5 separate regions of the Sus scrofa genome follow, and regions 1, 2, 4 and 5 are each linked to region 3. A link is a contact called in public Hi-C, HiChIP or PLAC-seq and promoter capture Hi-C data. All regions are on one chromosome and are shown on one strand. The core of a region is the stretch at or near the end of the contact, and the rest is flanking DNA. Distances in the headings are between cores, read along the strand shown. Region 1 holds the start of SMTN (smoothelin). Region 2 holds the start of SELENOM (selenoprotein M). Region 3 holds the start of C14H5orf52. Region 4 holds the start of MORC2 (MORC family CW-type zinc finger protein 2). Region 5 holds the start of RNF185 (E3 ubiquitin-protein ligase RNF185).

What was found. Promoter capture Hi-C pulls out the DNA fragments that hold promoters and counts their contacts. Hi-C and Micro-C count contacts between places; a contact is called where the count stands out from the background. HiChIP or PLAC-seq counts read pairs in DNA pulled down with a chosen protein or histone mark.
Region 1: an H3K27ac HiChIP or PLAC-seq map of alveolar macrophages shows a contact between it and region 3. The contact joins the promoter of SMTN here to the promoter of C14H5orf52 in region 3. A contact is called at or near these places in 5 of 47 Hi-C or Micro-C datasets (embryonic fibroblasts, epiblast stem cells, fetal skeletal muscle and 2 more) and 2 of 2 datasets of contacts at active chromatin or transcription factors (alveolar macrophages and skeletal muscle).
Region 2: a promoter capture Hi-C map of fetal skeletal muscle shows a contact between it and region 3, with 5 times the contacts expected there. The contact joins the promoter of SELENOM here to the promoter of C14H5orf52 in region 3. A contact is called at or near these places in 2 of 5 promoter capture datasets (fetal skeletal muscle and liver) and 1 of 2 datasets of contacts at active chromatin or transcription factors (skeletal muscle).
Region 4: a contact with region 3 is called in a Hi-C map of skeletal muscle, with 5 times the contacts expected there. The contact joins the promoter of MORC2 here to the promoter of C14H5orf52 in region 3. A contact is called at or near these places in 1 of 5 promoter capture datasets (liver), 3 of 47 Hi-C or Micro-C datasets (embryonic fibroblasts, heart right ventricle and skeletal muscle) and 1 of 2 datasets of contacts at active chromatin or transcription factors (alveolar macrophages).
Region 5: a contact with region 3 is called in a Hi-C map of liver, with 4 times the contacts expected there. The contact joins the promoter of RNF185 here to the promoter of C14H5orf52 in region 3. A contact is called at or near these places in 1 of 5 promoter capture datasets (fetal skeletal muscle), 5 of 47 Hi-C or Micro-C datasets (embryonic fibroblasts, epiblast stem cells, heart right ventricle and 2 more) and 1 of 2 datasets of contacts at active chromatin or transcription factors (alveolar macrophages).

What each region holds. Positions count from the first base shown.
Region 1 is chr14:47,877,949-47,880,648 of Sscrofa11.1, forward strand. It overlaps SMTN (smoothelin), which reads left to right and starts at 1,369. Exons shown (of 23, transcript NM_001244360.1): 1 at 1,369-1,506.
Region 2 is chr14:47,904,000-47,906,699 of Sscrofa11.1, forward strand. It overlaps SELENOM (selenoprotein M), which reads right to left and starts at 1,351. Exons shown (of 5, transcript NM_001161648.1): 1 at 1,232-1,351; 2 at 1-18. The coding sequence starts at 1,351.
Region 3 is chr14:47,542,999-47,545,698 of Sscrofa11.1, forward strand. C14H5orf52 reads left to right here and starts at 1,386. Exons shown (of 3, transcript XM_021073685.1): 1 at 1,386-1,696. The coding sequence starts at 1,419. All of the region lies in intron 3 of SLC35E4 (solute carrier family 35 member E4), which reads left to right. All of the region lies in intron 1 of DUSP18 (dual specificity protein phosphatase 18), which reads right to left.
Region 4 is chr14:47,799,094-47,801,793 of Sscrofa11.1, forward strand. MORC2 (MORC family CW-type zinc finger protein 2) reads right to left here and starts at 1,339. Exons shown (of 26, transcript XM_005670853.3): 1 at 1-1,339. It also overlaps LOC100525309.
Region 5 is chr14:47,945,022-47,947,734 of Sscrofa11.1, forward strand. It overlaps RNF185 (E3 ubiquitin-protein ligase RNF185), which reads left to right and starts at 1,349. Exons shown (of 7, transcript XM_005670859.3): 1 at 1,349-1,522.

The DNA.
Region 1 (2,700 bases), core at 119-2,618, 330 kb after region 3:
TAGGTCAAGTAGAGAGGGCCCAGATGGGGTCTGCCCAGAGGAAGGGGACCTTGAACTACAGCTCCTAAATTGGGCTCTGTTTGCTCTTCCTCCTGTGTGACCTTAAGAAGTCTCTTCCCTTGCTTCACCATGGTTTTCTCATGTGTAAAACAGGACTACCTCCAGGACGCAGGGATGAAATAAGATATCACCCTTAAAAGAGTCTCAGGGTGGATACTGGCCCTCCCCCTGGATGGTGGTGAGGTGAGGTGGTGAGTGATCACAGAGAATCTGGACACAGGGTTGAGGGGCTCTGCTGGGGCAACATCCTGAAACGACTTCCTCCACAATCCCACATCATAAAGGTTAAAAGCACAGATTCTAAAATGAAAGGTGCTGGTATAAGTCACAGTTCCACAACCTATTAGTTGTTGTCCTTAACTGTTAAACGGGACAGTTGATAATCCATATATGTGTGTGTACACACCTGGAACATGGCAAGTATGAAATAAATTAGTTGATACTATTACTGTTATTATTTGATAGACAGGACTCCCAGGTTCCAACTCCCTTTGGTTTCCATGGACACCTGTGGGACGTGCCCTGACCTCTAGCACGGAGAATGAAGTGGTTTCCCCAGTGGATCTGAGCTCTTGGGTCCCCTGGCTGACTGCTTGTGCTGTCTTTGGCATGCTGCTCTCTCGGCCTCAATTTCCTCCATTTGTTGAATGAGATTCTGGACTCAATATTACCTATGTAAAACTCCAGCGAGGCAAGGGGCCAACCCCAAGGGTCTTGGAGGGGAGAAGCAGCAATGTAGTTGAGGTCAATGTCTGCTCATATTGTATGGTCTGGGGAAGGGGTGTTGTGTGGTTGATCCTGCTCCACTTGAGGTGGTCCCTGAGGTGCTCCAAAGAAGGGTCAAGTCCCTGATCTGAGAGGGTCCCGACCAGGTGTTCCAAAAGAAAACAGTCTAGGGACTGCGGCCAAGCCCTGCACTGACGCGAGGAGGAGGCGGAGTCAAGGGAGTGGACGGGGTCTCACGAACAAAGAGGAGGGCGGAGAGAGGCTGTCCTGAAGGCTCCGCAAATAGTACGATCCCAGACCACTTAACCCGGCTTTGGGTGCCCTCCCCGACTTTGGTTCAAAGCTGCGTCCTCCTGCCGACGCCCACCGGACCCGCCAAAACCGCGCTAGCAGTGTCCCCAAGACAGCAATCCTCTATAACTCAGGCCCTCGAGGGGCGGGCCCTCACTAGGGGCGTGACCGTCAAAATTGAATCTTTCCAATGGGGCAAGAGGGTGGGCGGGACCCTCCCGATGATTGGCTAGCGCTGCGGCGCGGGGCGGGGCCGGCAGGGCTGCTGGCGCGGCTGGACGGGCGGCGCTTGCAGAATCCCAGGGACGGTTGCTGAGCGGGTCTGGGATCCCGGTCGCGGCGCCTTCCGCCTGACCGCTCCTAGTCCATCTGTTGGATACCAAAAGACCTAACCTGAGCCCGCGCCGGACGGGCGGGCCGGGCTGAGAGGTGAGTGTACGGACCTTCGGGCAGGACCAAGACCCCCGCCAGGTCCGGGGGTGGAACCTGGATATGTGGATTCCCGGGGTTCTGGGACTCCCAGACCTGGGAGACCCCGCTTACACACGGGGTCTCTAAGCCATGGAATAAGGTTCTGAGACCGCGGGGAAGGACGTCCATGGGCCACCAGAAGGCTCCACGACCCCGAGGGGTGCAAGTCTTGGGGCCAGAAACCCTGGGGAAGCGCCCACATTCCCCCAAGTCTCCTCACAATCTTCGGGAACCCCATACTGGGACAGGGAGCCCTGGAACTGGAAAGGAACAGCGACAGGAATCCCTGGCGAGGAAGGGACTTCCTTGGGAGTCCTAGATTATGCATTAGGGACCCCTGCCCCTCAGAAGACTTAAGGGAACTCAAAGTGTCCACAGAACCTAAGCCAGGTGATTGCAGAGTGACGCTCTTGGGAGTTTACACCAGAGTAGGTAGAGAAGAGTTAAGGACCCCAGCAGAGGGAGGCTGCCACCTGTCCTAGCCCACAGGGATGGGAAAAGCAAGCAGTGACTTGAACAGGTAGGGTCTGATGAACCCCAACTGTGTGTACCAGGACCCCCCAAACCCGTTCACCGGATGAAGTGACTCGACCAGTGACTGTGACTGTTCTGGGGAGGGGGAAGAGATGACTGAGGGATGAATCAACAGGAACAGGGGCAATCCTGGGGCCATTTCAGTCACCATACATTAACTGAGCACCTACCATGTGTGTCAGGCTATGAGCTCTCAAATTCCAGAAAGACATTAGCGCTGCGGGAGGAAGGAAAGTGCTGCAGTGGGAGGGTGGGCCAGGATTTAGGGGGCCGTTTTGATAGGCAGTGGTAGGGCAAAAGGGAGTGTCCGGAGCCCCTGAAGGTACTTTGGAAGAGGACTTCAGAAGCTAGAGGTGACCAAGATTAAATCCATTCCCTCTCCTCTGGGTTTTTGGGATCCTCCTTCCCCCATGACAATTCTCTGGCCCTCTCCAGTCCTGTTTGCCTCATCCAGGAGCTGGACGGATCAGTTTCTGAAGGCTCTTCCAGCCGGGGAACTGAATCCTAAGTGTGTGAACTGGCAGGAGCTAGGTTCCTGGACACCTGGCTTCATGAGGTCAGGGCAGTTGGCATCAGGAGGAGGGCAGGAAGGGGAGGAGTGGAAGGGGATGTGCACAG
Region 2 (2,700 bases), core at 101-2,600, 360 kb after region 3:
CTGTCATCCCCCACAGGTCTGCAGGGGGAACAAAATGGGATAGATCAGGAGCCCTCACATCTACACGCAACCCTAATTTTACCCTCATCCCCCAGCTCAGCTTTGGGTTGGGCTATGGATTACTCCCTGAATAGCAGTTCCAAGGTGTGGAGATGAGGCCTCTTGTGGGCAGAAGGGAGAACTCCGTACAGATGGGGAAGCTGAGACGTAATGACACCAGAGGAAAAAGGAGTAAGGCCAGAGACCCGAAGAGCACTTAGCAGCAGACTTAGGGCTCTTGCCTGTACATCTTACTGACTGCTGACCCACTCCTGATGCCCAAGAGAAATGAGCACCCTTTTCCCCTCAGGCAGTAGAGAACTGGGTCTTTAGCCCCTAGAACCTCTGGGTGGAGGCAGACCAGAAGGAAACAGCTCTGTCCTGGGGGCCTCATTAGAGACACCTGCCATCTGCTCCTTACCTCACCCCATGAGGAGCTGGCCCTCCGTCGCCTGCGGCCCAGCCCTACAGACCATCTGGTCTCTTCCCCAATAAGGGGGGAGGGGTGGACCCCTCCCTGTACTCCCTGATGTGGAGCTTCCTTCTAGCAGGAGTCCATACCGCAGGGCTACCTATTCTAGTCCTCCCTCCTCCTCCCCATCTTTTTTCAGAGAGAAAACTAAGGCCTAGAGAGGGTCTGTGATGATCCACGTCACACAACCCAACAGGGACTTTGGCAGGAGAGGGTGGGGGAACACTTCACAGTAAGTGTTTAAAGGAAATTCCCAGCCTCCTTTCCTGGGTTTTGCATGGGGGGCGGAGTGGGAATGGGGGCTTAGGCTCCCATAAGGTCTTCCCTCCCCCAGGCAAAGGGAGAGAGACCAACCGGAACTGGAGTGGGGATGAATTCCAGGAAAAAGAGGAGTGATGGGGGATGGGAAATTGGACTCGTCTGGGAGTCATAGGGCCAGAGAAGTTAGGGGACAGGTCCAATGTGTCTGGGGCCCATGTCAGGCCTGATGGGGAACTAAGGAGGGGTTCAGATTTCCAGGCCACAAGATCAGGGGTGTTCCAGGCTTCCATGAATGGTGCTGGGGGGTTCTAAGGCTGGGAAGCGGGAGCGACAGTCCCGGGCGCCGAGGAAGACGTGGGAGTCGGGAGGGTCCTGGGGCCAGAAGAGTTAGCGATTCCAACGCTGAGGACCCGCAAGGTTGGGGGCGGTGATTTCTGGGCTGGGGGCCGGAGCACTCACCTCTACCCGGGCTCGGGCCAGGCCTTGTAGACGGTTCCAGTCGGGCCGGAAGGTGGTGGTGGCTGCCGCGAGTGCCGCGAGGAGCAGCAGCAGGGGCAGCGAAAGCGGCGGGAGGTGCATTGAAAGCCGGCCGGAGGTGATCCGAAAACTAGAGGTGAACCGCCCGGCCACAGCGCCACGTCTGGGCCCTCGGGCTGGCCGGGTCCCCGCTGGAGGTCCCGCCCCGCTAGGGACCACGCCCCCAGCTCTCGGTCTCCGCCCCAGGGCCTGCACAGCGGCCGCCTGGGCGCTGCCGGCAGGGTTTGAGCTCCTCGGCCCTTTGCTTTCCCAGTCCCAAGAGTGTCCACCCTCCCTCTGCTGACCGAGAGCGTGGACTCTCCAACAGGATGGGGCCAGGCAATGCCCCCTCACGCCGGCAGGGGGCGCGGGCGAGATGCGGATAGAGACCGAGTTTCTGGGCCAGACACTCGACTTGAAGATGGGGAAACTGAGGCCTGGGGAATCCTCATCTTTGTCTTTTATTTCTCTGGATGAAATTCCGATCTACGTTTCCATTCCCTGGAGCACACGTTGCGGCAATGGAATATTACGCCGTACACTAGGGACTGGGAGAATAAAAGGGTTAATACACATTAGAAAACTCTTTAGAATAATGCCTGTCACAGTGCCTCAAAGAGGCCCTAGGAACTCTGTTTTACAAGTGAGGAAACAAACTTAGAAAGGTAAAACGACTAAGTAGTGGTTCTAGGATTTGAACCTCAAACATTCCTGTGTTCACCAAGCCCAAGATGACTAGGTCAGGGTGCTGCTTCCCTCTTCAAGCCTAAGACAGACACAGAACACTGATTGCAATGCTCTTTCTTTCTTTCTTTCTTTCTCAATGAATTTATCACACCTGCAGTTTTTTTTTTGTTTGTTTGTTTGTTTGTTTGTTTGCCATTTTTGGGGCCTCTCCCACAGTATATGGAGGTTCCCAGGCTAGGGGTCCAATCGGAGCTGTAGCCACCAGCCTACGCCAGAGCCACAGCAACTCGGGATCCGAGCCACGTCTGCAACCTACACCACAGCTCACAGCAACGCCAGATCCTTAACCCACTGAGCAAGGCCAGGGATCAAATCCGCAACCCCATGGTTCCTAGTCGGATTCGTTAACCACTGAGCAACAATGGGAACTCCTATCACACCTGTAGTTGTACAATGATCATCACAATTGCAATGCTCTTTCCCACTGAAACTAGCACTCATAATCCTTCTTAAGATCAGACCAAGGCTGCATCATGACGTTCATGGACCCTAGGCAGTTTTACCTTCCTGAGCCCCGTCCTCTACTTAAAAACAACACATGCACACAAAACTACTACAACCAACAAAAGACCACATATTAAAAATCTGCAGTTTATAGCCTCTTTAATAAAAAGATGAATCAGGAGTTCCCTGGTGGCTCAGGGGGTTAAGGATCCGGCATTGAC
Region 3 (2,700 bases), core at 136-2,635:
CATCTTCATGCTAGTCAAGAAATATTTACCAGGCACATAACAGATGTTGGGGATACTGATATGTACAAGGCAGCCAGGGCCCCCTCTCTCACACAGATCAAAGACTAGTGGGAGATGGGAGTTCTGGCTTTATTGCAGTGGGTTAAAGATCTGGCTTGTTTCTGCGGTAGCGGTTCAATCCCCTGCCCAGGTGCAGTGGGTTAAGGATCCAGCACTGCTGCAGCTCTATTCAATCCCTGACCTGAAGACTTCTACATGCCGTGGGTGTGGCAAAACAACAACAACAAACAAACAAAACTACTGGGAGAGATAGACATTAAAAAGGCAAGGACAGGCACAACAGAGTTAGAAAACAGATAACAGTGCCTACCTTATAAAGACCTTCTGAGGCTTAAGTGAGGTAACCGAGATAAAGTGTTTTAACACAGGGCGTGGAACACAGTGAGCACTCCATAAATAACTATTGTTGCCGCTGTTAGGGAAGTTAAAATGCAGGGCATTCTGGGAAGGAAGAGTAAAGGGATTATTTCAGGCTGGGGCTACAGAGTCACAAAGATCGCCTGAAGAAAACAACATAAAGATCCGAAGAACCTTTAGCGTGAGGGGGGAGGGGCGGGGAGAGGGGAGAAACCGCGACCTAGCAGCAGCTGTTCCATCGTTTTACAGCCTACGAAGCCTTTGGGTCCATCTCCAAACAAACAAACAAACGGACAAACAAGCAAAAAAACAATGGACCGGTGCCTGGAGTTAATATCTCCATTTTACGCATTGGGTTTAAAACCGTGGAACAAAGTCCACCGGTTGAAGGGAGAAAGGCGCCACTTCCAGGGGTGAGTCAGGTAGGTTTCCTGGGGAGTTGGCTTTGGAATGAGCTTCTTCGCCCGCTCGGTGTCAAGATATCGATGTATTACCTCTCTCTCGCGAGCGGAGGTCAGGTCCCTTCAGAAAGCAACCTTGGGCGAGAGCCTCTGGGTGAGAGAAGACTGATCACGAATCAGGAGCCACAATTCCCGCCCGGCTGCGCCCCGGTTTCCATAGCAACGATCCTTGTCAAGGGGAGGAATGGGCCGTACTGGGTCTTCGGAAAAATCCCGGCCTCGTCTCCCCTCCCGCACTCACGCGGTTACCCACCCAGCGATCACGCGACGACCATAGCAGTCCCAGCCGAGAACTAGGGTCTGCTCAGCTCGCTGTAGCCTACTCTAGCGCTCCCAGCCCGTCTCCAAGGCAACGCGCCGGGCCGCATCACGGCAGCCGCCGAGGGACAATCGTGCAGCGTCCGCAGTCTTCCGAGTTCCGCGCGCATAGCCCACCCATTGCCCTCCCCTCGGTCCCGCCCGTCTCCCGAGCAACATGCTTTGCTCAGCGCACTGCGTCTGCGCGGGAGTTCACTCCGCGTCTGCGCTTGCTCACACAGCATGGATTCTGACCGGCCTGCTCTTCCCGGCTCGCCCTATAAGGTGGAAGACGAGAATCTAGCAGTTAGTCAGCAGCCCAGGCCCTCGGTCACATGGAACCTAGGCTCTCCCAGTGCCTATACGGCCGCTGCCCAGGTGACCACCAGTTCTGGCACCAGCCCGGCCTCGGCCTTCTTCTGGCGCAGTAGGCTGGGCAGCCACCCGGAGATTCACCTGGGGTCCCAGCCAAAGATCTGCTTCCTGCGGCCGCGGACTGCGCGGCCGCCTGTGCTCTTCAGGTGCGGCTCGGGTGCCCAGAGCATTCGTCAGAGCCCGGGGCCCCCGCTCCCTCAGCCTGCCGCTGGGACCTTAGCGCCGGTTCTCTAGAGCCTCAGAGAGTTCTTCAGAGCTCAGCCCTTTCTTAGACCCCAGGAGAGGCTGAATTTCCCAGCCGAGGTCTTCGCCCGCCTGGGAGCCCGAACACCCTCAGCCCAGGAGAGGGTGGAATTCCCACCTCCAACCCAGAGAACTGCGAATCGCCCCGGGCCGGCACTTTTGTCTTCCAGGCTTGACGTGTAACCTGAGGGTCCTTAGCCCTCTCTGTCCAAGTTTGACCTTCCTTAGAGCCCGGCAAAGCCCAGGTCCCCTCAGACCTGAAAATTCCCTCCTCAGCCCCTACTTTCCCCAGAGGCCCTGGGAAGGCCCCATTCTCTCAGCCCCAATCCCCACAGACCCCAATTTCCCCTCCCCCTTCCACTTCACAGCCTCCTTATAGCATCCTCCAGGCTCTCAGAGGCCTTACTTTGGAAAACAATTCGGTAAATTCGGTGCACCACTATGTGGTTGAAGTGTTTTGTGTATCTTTAAGTATTTTAGGTCTTTTTTTTTTCTAACAATTTGGGGGACTTTTGTATGTGAGCATCTTTATCTCTAAACTTTTCCATCACCTTTGTCTGTCTTTGCTGTCAGCAGACTACATCTCTGTCCTTGCTATCAGAAGAAAATGTAAATGGGAGATGAGGGGTGGTTGTTCCAGTTTGTAAATGTAAAAACATTCATAAAGCCACGGTTCCAAACTGGCTGAAAATGAATTAAGAAGGTAGTTTCTGTTGTGGCCAGTGGGTTAAGAACCGACTAGTATCCATGAGGATTCGGGATTGATCCCTGGCTTCACTCAGTGGGTTAAGGATCCCAAGTTACCAAAAGCTGTGACATAGGTTACAGATGGACTCTGATCTTGTCTGTGGCTGTGGCGTAGGCTGGCAGCTATGGCTCCAATTTGACCCCCAGCCTGAGAACTTCT
Region 4 (2,700 bases), core at 89-2,588, 260 kb after region 3:
TTTCCTCAGGGTAGTGGGTCAAATTACCTCACACAGACCCATTAAGTCGCCTCAGACCTGACCCGCCCAAATCAACTCAGGCGAGTTGCGCCCCTCCCCCACTTCCCTCAGACAGCGGCCTCAGCCTCTCAGGCGCTCGGTCCCGTGTTCTCCTCCTCACATAGAGAAGATAGTCCCAGCTTTCAAGGCCCGGATTGAGGGCAGTGACGAGTACACTACCCGAGCGGGCGTTGCCCTGCGCTCACAGCTGCAGCTGCCTTTGTCCCTCCCCACGGAATTGGAACCCAACAACCGCAGCGCGCTCTTGGAACCATGTGCTGCCTCCGCCTCCGCCGCTGCCGCCACCGCCGCCGCGAGACCACAGCCCGCACTGCGCTGGATGATATGGTGACCGGACTCAACACCACAAAATTCGGCGTCTAGGTCTCCTCCGCCGCTGCTATCGCTGGCGTCTCTGCCACCTCAGCCAGCGCTTTGTCTCCGCTAGTGCACACAGCCCGGGCCGCCTCGCGCACTCCCCGACGCCCCAAGCCCCCGAGGCCTCCGCGGCGTATTCGGCCAATCACAGAGCCGCAGATCCTCCCGCCCCCGCTCTGATGCGACGCCTTCTGATTGGTAGGTAGCGTGTCTCCACGTGACCGGATCTTGTTAGCTGGGCCCTCCCCTGTCACGTGAGTGAGCGCGCCTCTCTTCCTGCTTTCTTGACCCTCTCCGCCATTTAAAGAAACAGTACCGGGGGCGGGCCGAGCGACGCAGCCGGGACGGCAGCTGCGGCGCGGACCGGAGGAGCCATCTTGTCTCGTCGCCGGGGAGTCAGGCCCCTAACTCGAAGAAGCCCTGGCGCGCCCTCCCCCCCTCCCCGGTCTGGTAGGGCGAAGGAGCGGGCGCGCGGTCGATCGAGCGATCGGTTGGCGGCTCTTTCTCCTGCTCTGGCATCCAGCTCTTGGGGCGCAGGCCCGGCCGCCACGGCGCGCGCCCGGTGGCCGTTGGCGTTCGCGCCGCGTCTTTCTTCTCGTACGCAGAACTCGGGCGGCGGCCTATGCGTTTGCTATCCGACGAGGAGTCGTCCGGGTGGTCGGCGGCGGCGGGCAGTTGCTCCGCCCCGCTCCTGGGGAGGCGGCGGCGGCGGCGGCGGCGGCGGCGGGATTTGGCACGGCCGGGGAAGCTGGGGTGGCCGGGGCCGGCCTGGAGGCCTGGCACCACCCTTCGGGGCCTGCAAGGACCCAATTGGGGGGACAGGAGGGAGCCGGGGGATGGTTGGTGGTGGGCTTTCTACTTTGTCTTTTCCTCCTTATGCCGCCTTAGTGAGGGGCGGGAGCGCTGGAGGCCGCTCCGGGGTGGAGAGACAAGCTCCGGAGTCGGAAGAGCTGGGTTTGCTTCCGGGCCTAACCACCAGCTGGCCGAGTGACCTTAGGCAAGTCACTCTGTAATTTATCTGCGCCTCAGTTTCCTCCTTCTCCATCAATGTTTGTGGGATTGAAAGCGCTTTGTAAACTGTAAAGCGTCGCTGTATGTAAGGGATGATTATTGTTCGTAATGGCTTGGTTTTTTGTTTTTTGGTTTTTTTTTTTTGGAGTTGTAAGAAAACTTAGAAATTGCCCAATCCTTGGATTTTGAACCTGGAAACCTTGGATTGGAGGTGGAGATCCCCAAACTCCTTGAAATTGTATGCAGAAATTAGGGGGAATGTGCATTTTAGAGAATGAGAAGCCATCGCCAGCAAGTTTTCATTGGGGGCTGTGACCCAGAAGAATTAAGAACCACATTTCCTTTGTCACAAGGAGGAAACTGAGGCCAGATGTCATTTGGGACCCTTCACAACCAATTCGAAGCCCCTGTTTGAATCCCTGAGATATGTGAGCTGTTCTGTGCATAGTGGATATTCGTGGTAACAACACTCCACTTCTTGGCTTCTATTTTGAGTTCTTTCACCATGGGTTGCCTAAAGGGTGACTGATGCTTAAAGGTACAGTGGCACCCAGCATAAAGCAGCTAAAACTGGGCATGGATATGTTCTCTAGTATCAAGAAGCTTATTTAATCTTTGGCCCAACAACTTTTTTTTTTCTGGTGCCTGACTACCTTTCTGACTCTTCATTGACCATTTTCTATGACCATGGTTGCCATCCGTTACTTTCCCCTATTTTATATTCCTAGTCTGTGTGGTTGGTAGTGAGCAGGCTTATTTTTAAATGGTGCTGCCAAGTCCAACTAATTAATGGTGCAGGTGGATTTTTAGCAAGCTGGCTCACTAGAACAGACTGAACCAGGCATGGAATTCTTGAAAATGTTTGGGGGGTTGAGTCTTTATTAATTGAAGGTTAACGTTTTCTGAGAAGTTTTGTTAGAATTTTCTGCTGAACCTCAAAATCAGATTGAAAGTGTTTCAACCTTAAATTTTTTCTGGTCTGCTTTGTATTCTATTTGCTTGCAAGTGTGTTACTAAGATGGCCAAAATGCCAGTTTTTGCTTCTTTGTTAATTGTCAGCTGCTTTTATCAAATATCAGGCAGTTATCCAGCAAACACTATAGAAATGTTTGAACAGTTGGCTTTCAAACATTTTCATTTTGTGGAGTGGTGCTTACCATTGGTACAGCTCTAAGCAAGCAAACGCAAACACTTTTAAGTGTATTTTGTCTGTTAGGTGTTAGCCGGTTCTGCTATTTCATACAAATGTCTGGAAATCAATTGACTATTCCC
Region 5 (2,713 bases), core at 99-2,598, 400 kb after region 3:
TAGAGATATTGTGTCTGTTTTTTTGGTAATTTTTATTTAAAAAGTTTATGGCCAGGGATTGAACCTGAGCCACAGCTGTGACTTACGCTGCAGCCGTAGCAACACCAGATCCTTAACCCACTGTACTGGGCCGGGAATTGAACCTGCGTCTCAGGGCTCCCAAGATGCTGCCGATCCCATTGTGCCACAGCAGGAACTCCCTAGAGACATTGTGTTACCCCTAAATACTTCAGTGAATATTTCCTAAGAACAAGGAAGTACTCTTACCATAACCACAATACAATGATCAAATGTAGAAATTTTAACATTGATACAATATGTAGTCACAGCTAAACCATGATCCAAATTCCAATTTTGTCTTTTGTCCCAATATTGTCCATTAAACCTATTCTGCCTCTCCTTATGCTAGTCCAGGATCCAATTTACAATCATATATCTCATTTTGTTGTCATGCCTCTTTAATCTCCTTTAAACCAGAACAGTTCCTCAGTCTTTCTCTGTTTTTTTCATGATGCTGACAATTATTTTGTATACTGTTCTCCATCTGGACTATGTCATGCTTCCTCATGAAACAAAACATGGGTTACTCATTTTTTTTGGCTGCACCCTACAACTTGTGGAAGTTCCTGGACCAAGATGGAACCTGAGTCAGAGAATCGACCCAAGCTGCTGCAGTGACAATACTGGATCCTTAACCTGCTGTACCACAAGGGAATTCTGAGTTATGCATTTTTGTCTAAAATACCACAGGAGAGATGCTGTCTCTTTCTCAGTGCATCTTACTAAGAGGCACATGCTCTTTACTTGATCTACAACTGGTGATATTAACTTACTGTTCTGTGAGATTATATGTAAAACTACTATTTTCCCTTTGTAATCAAAAAGGAATTTATAGGAGACATTTTGCTGTGTAAATATTCTCTTCCTCTAGTTTTACCATCCATTATTGATTTTCTAACTCCATCATATTTGTTATTTTGCTTCTACTAAAAGGCATAATTTCCCCTTCTCCCCCATTTATTCAATCACTTTTATACCAGTAAAGACTCATGGGTTACCATTTTATTCAATTAGTTAAATCTGTTACTATCAAGTATTTTGATTCTCAAATTGCGACGATTTGGCCATGGGATCTCTTTCAAGTTAGCTCCTGTATCCTCTGACGTATTCTCATCATCCTTACATTCTGGTGCAACAAAACTGTTTGAAACTTGTCTGTACTTTCCCTACACAGACCTAGGCTTTCTGAAAAGCTGGCAAGTGACCCCTACGCTTTTCTGCTTCCTGCCGGCAGGCGGAACCTTAGAGTCCAGGATCTGGGCGGGAGAACAGCGCAGCGGACCAACCTTTTCCGGTTGTGGACGGAAGTCCCTTGGAAAGCTGCGGCTCTGCGTCAGCTGACCAGAGTCCGCGTAGGAGGGACCCGAGGTCCGGCGGGACGGACTATCCCAGCGGAGAGACTGGCTGGGCGGCCGACGGAAGGACAAACTGGAGTGGCCTCGGCGGTGTTAGCTGAGCAGAGGCAGGTACTTGAGAGGCTGGGTTGGCAGCTAGGGGCCGTCCAGGTTGAGGGACGCGGGCGAGGGACCGGGTTCCGCCTTCACCAGGCCCATGGGCGGCAACACCTGAGCCCAGGAACGCAGAGGCAACAAGCTGGCTCTGTTCCGGGCCCTCCGCCCCAGGGGAAGGTCAGGCTTGTGTTGTGGTCTTTCGTCCAGTGATTACAATTTGGGGAATCTAAGGCTCCAAGAAGAGGAAAGGCTGCCAGAAGCTCTCCTAACTTCGAGAACTCAGGGACTCTCTCTAACTCTCTGACTCCCATTCGAGGCCGCCTCTTTCTTGTAAAGGTGCTTTTAATGAGTTTGTCCCCAGTGGAGAGGCCGAGGCCGGTAAGCGGGATGAATAGAGTTGGGCTTGGGAGAAAGAGACCCAGGTTTGAGGCTTCACCACTGACATACATTTGTGTGACTGGGTCTTTACCTGTGCCAGGTCTCAGTTTCTTTTCTAAAACAGGGCCCTGTTTCTCTAAATATGGTTCCCACAGCCTCTGGAGTGCATACTCTACAATGCAGGACTCTTGAGACCTCTTATTTAGAATTTGGGTCCGAACTGGGGAAACTATAGTTTGAATGTTTGCTTTGGGGGACCTGTGCATACTGATGTTTGAAGCCCACTGATTTTTTTTTCTTTTTTAACTAGGATATAGTTGACTTACACAGTTGTGCTAATTTCAGGCATACAGCACAGTAAATCGTTATACATATACCCATTCCTTTTCAGATTCTTTTCCCATATAGGTCATTACACAATATTGAGTAAATTTTCCTGTGCTGTGCAGTAGGTCGTGTTACCCATCTATTTTATATATAGGAGTGTGTATGTATCAATCCCAGCCCCCTAATTCATCCCTCCTCTCCCCATGTTTCCCCTTTGTTAACATAAATTTGGTTTCAAAATCTTTGTGAAGCCCACTGATCTTAAGTGCTTTCCTTCTGTGAGTACTAGATATCTAGTCTTTGCTCTGAGGCAGCTGGAACTTGTTCAGGATCTTGGGGGGGGGGGGAAGGAGGAGGGAAACAGACCAGAAAAGACAGCAGTGGAATGGACCAGACATTATAATGGTGAAGAGAGCTTCTACCTCATCTTTGATGTTAAAAGAGGCAGAAACGAGGACAAATAGGTGGATCCTACAGGAAAATGATTTAATGAAATA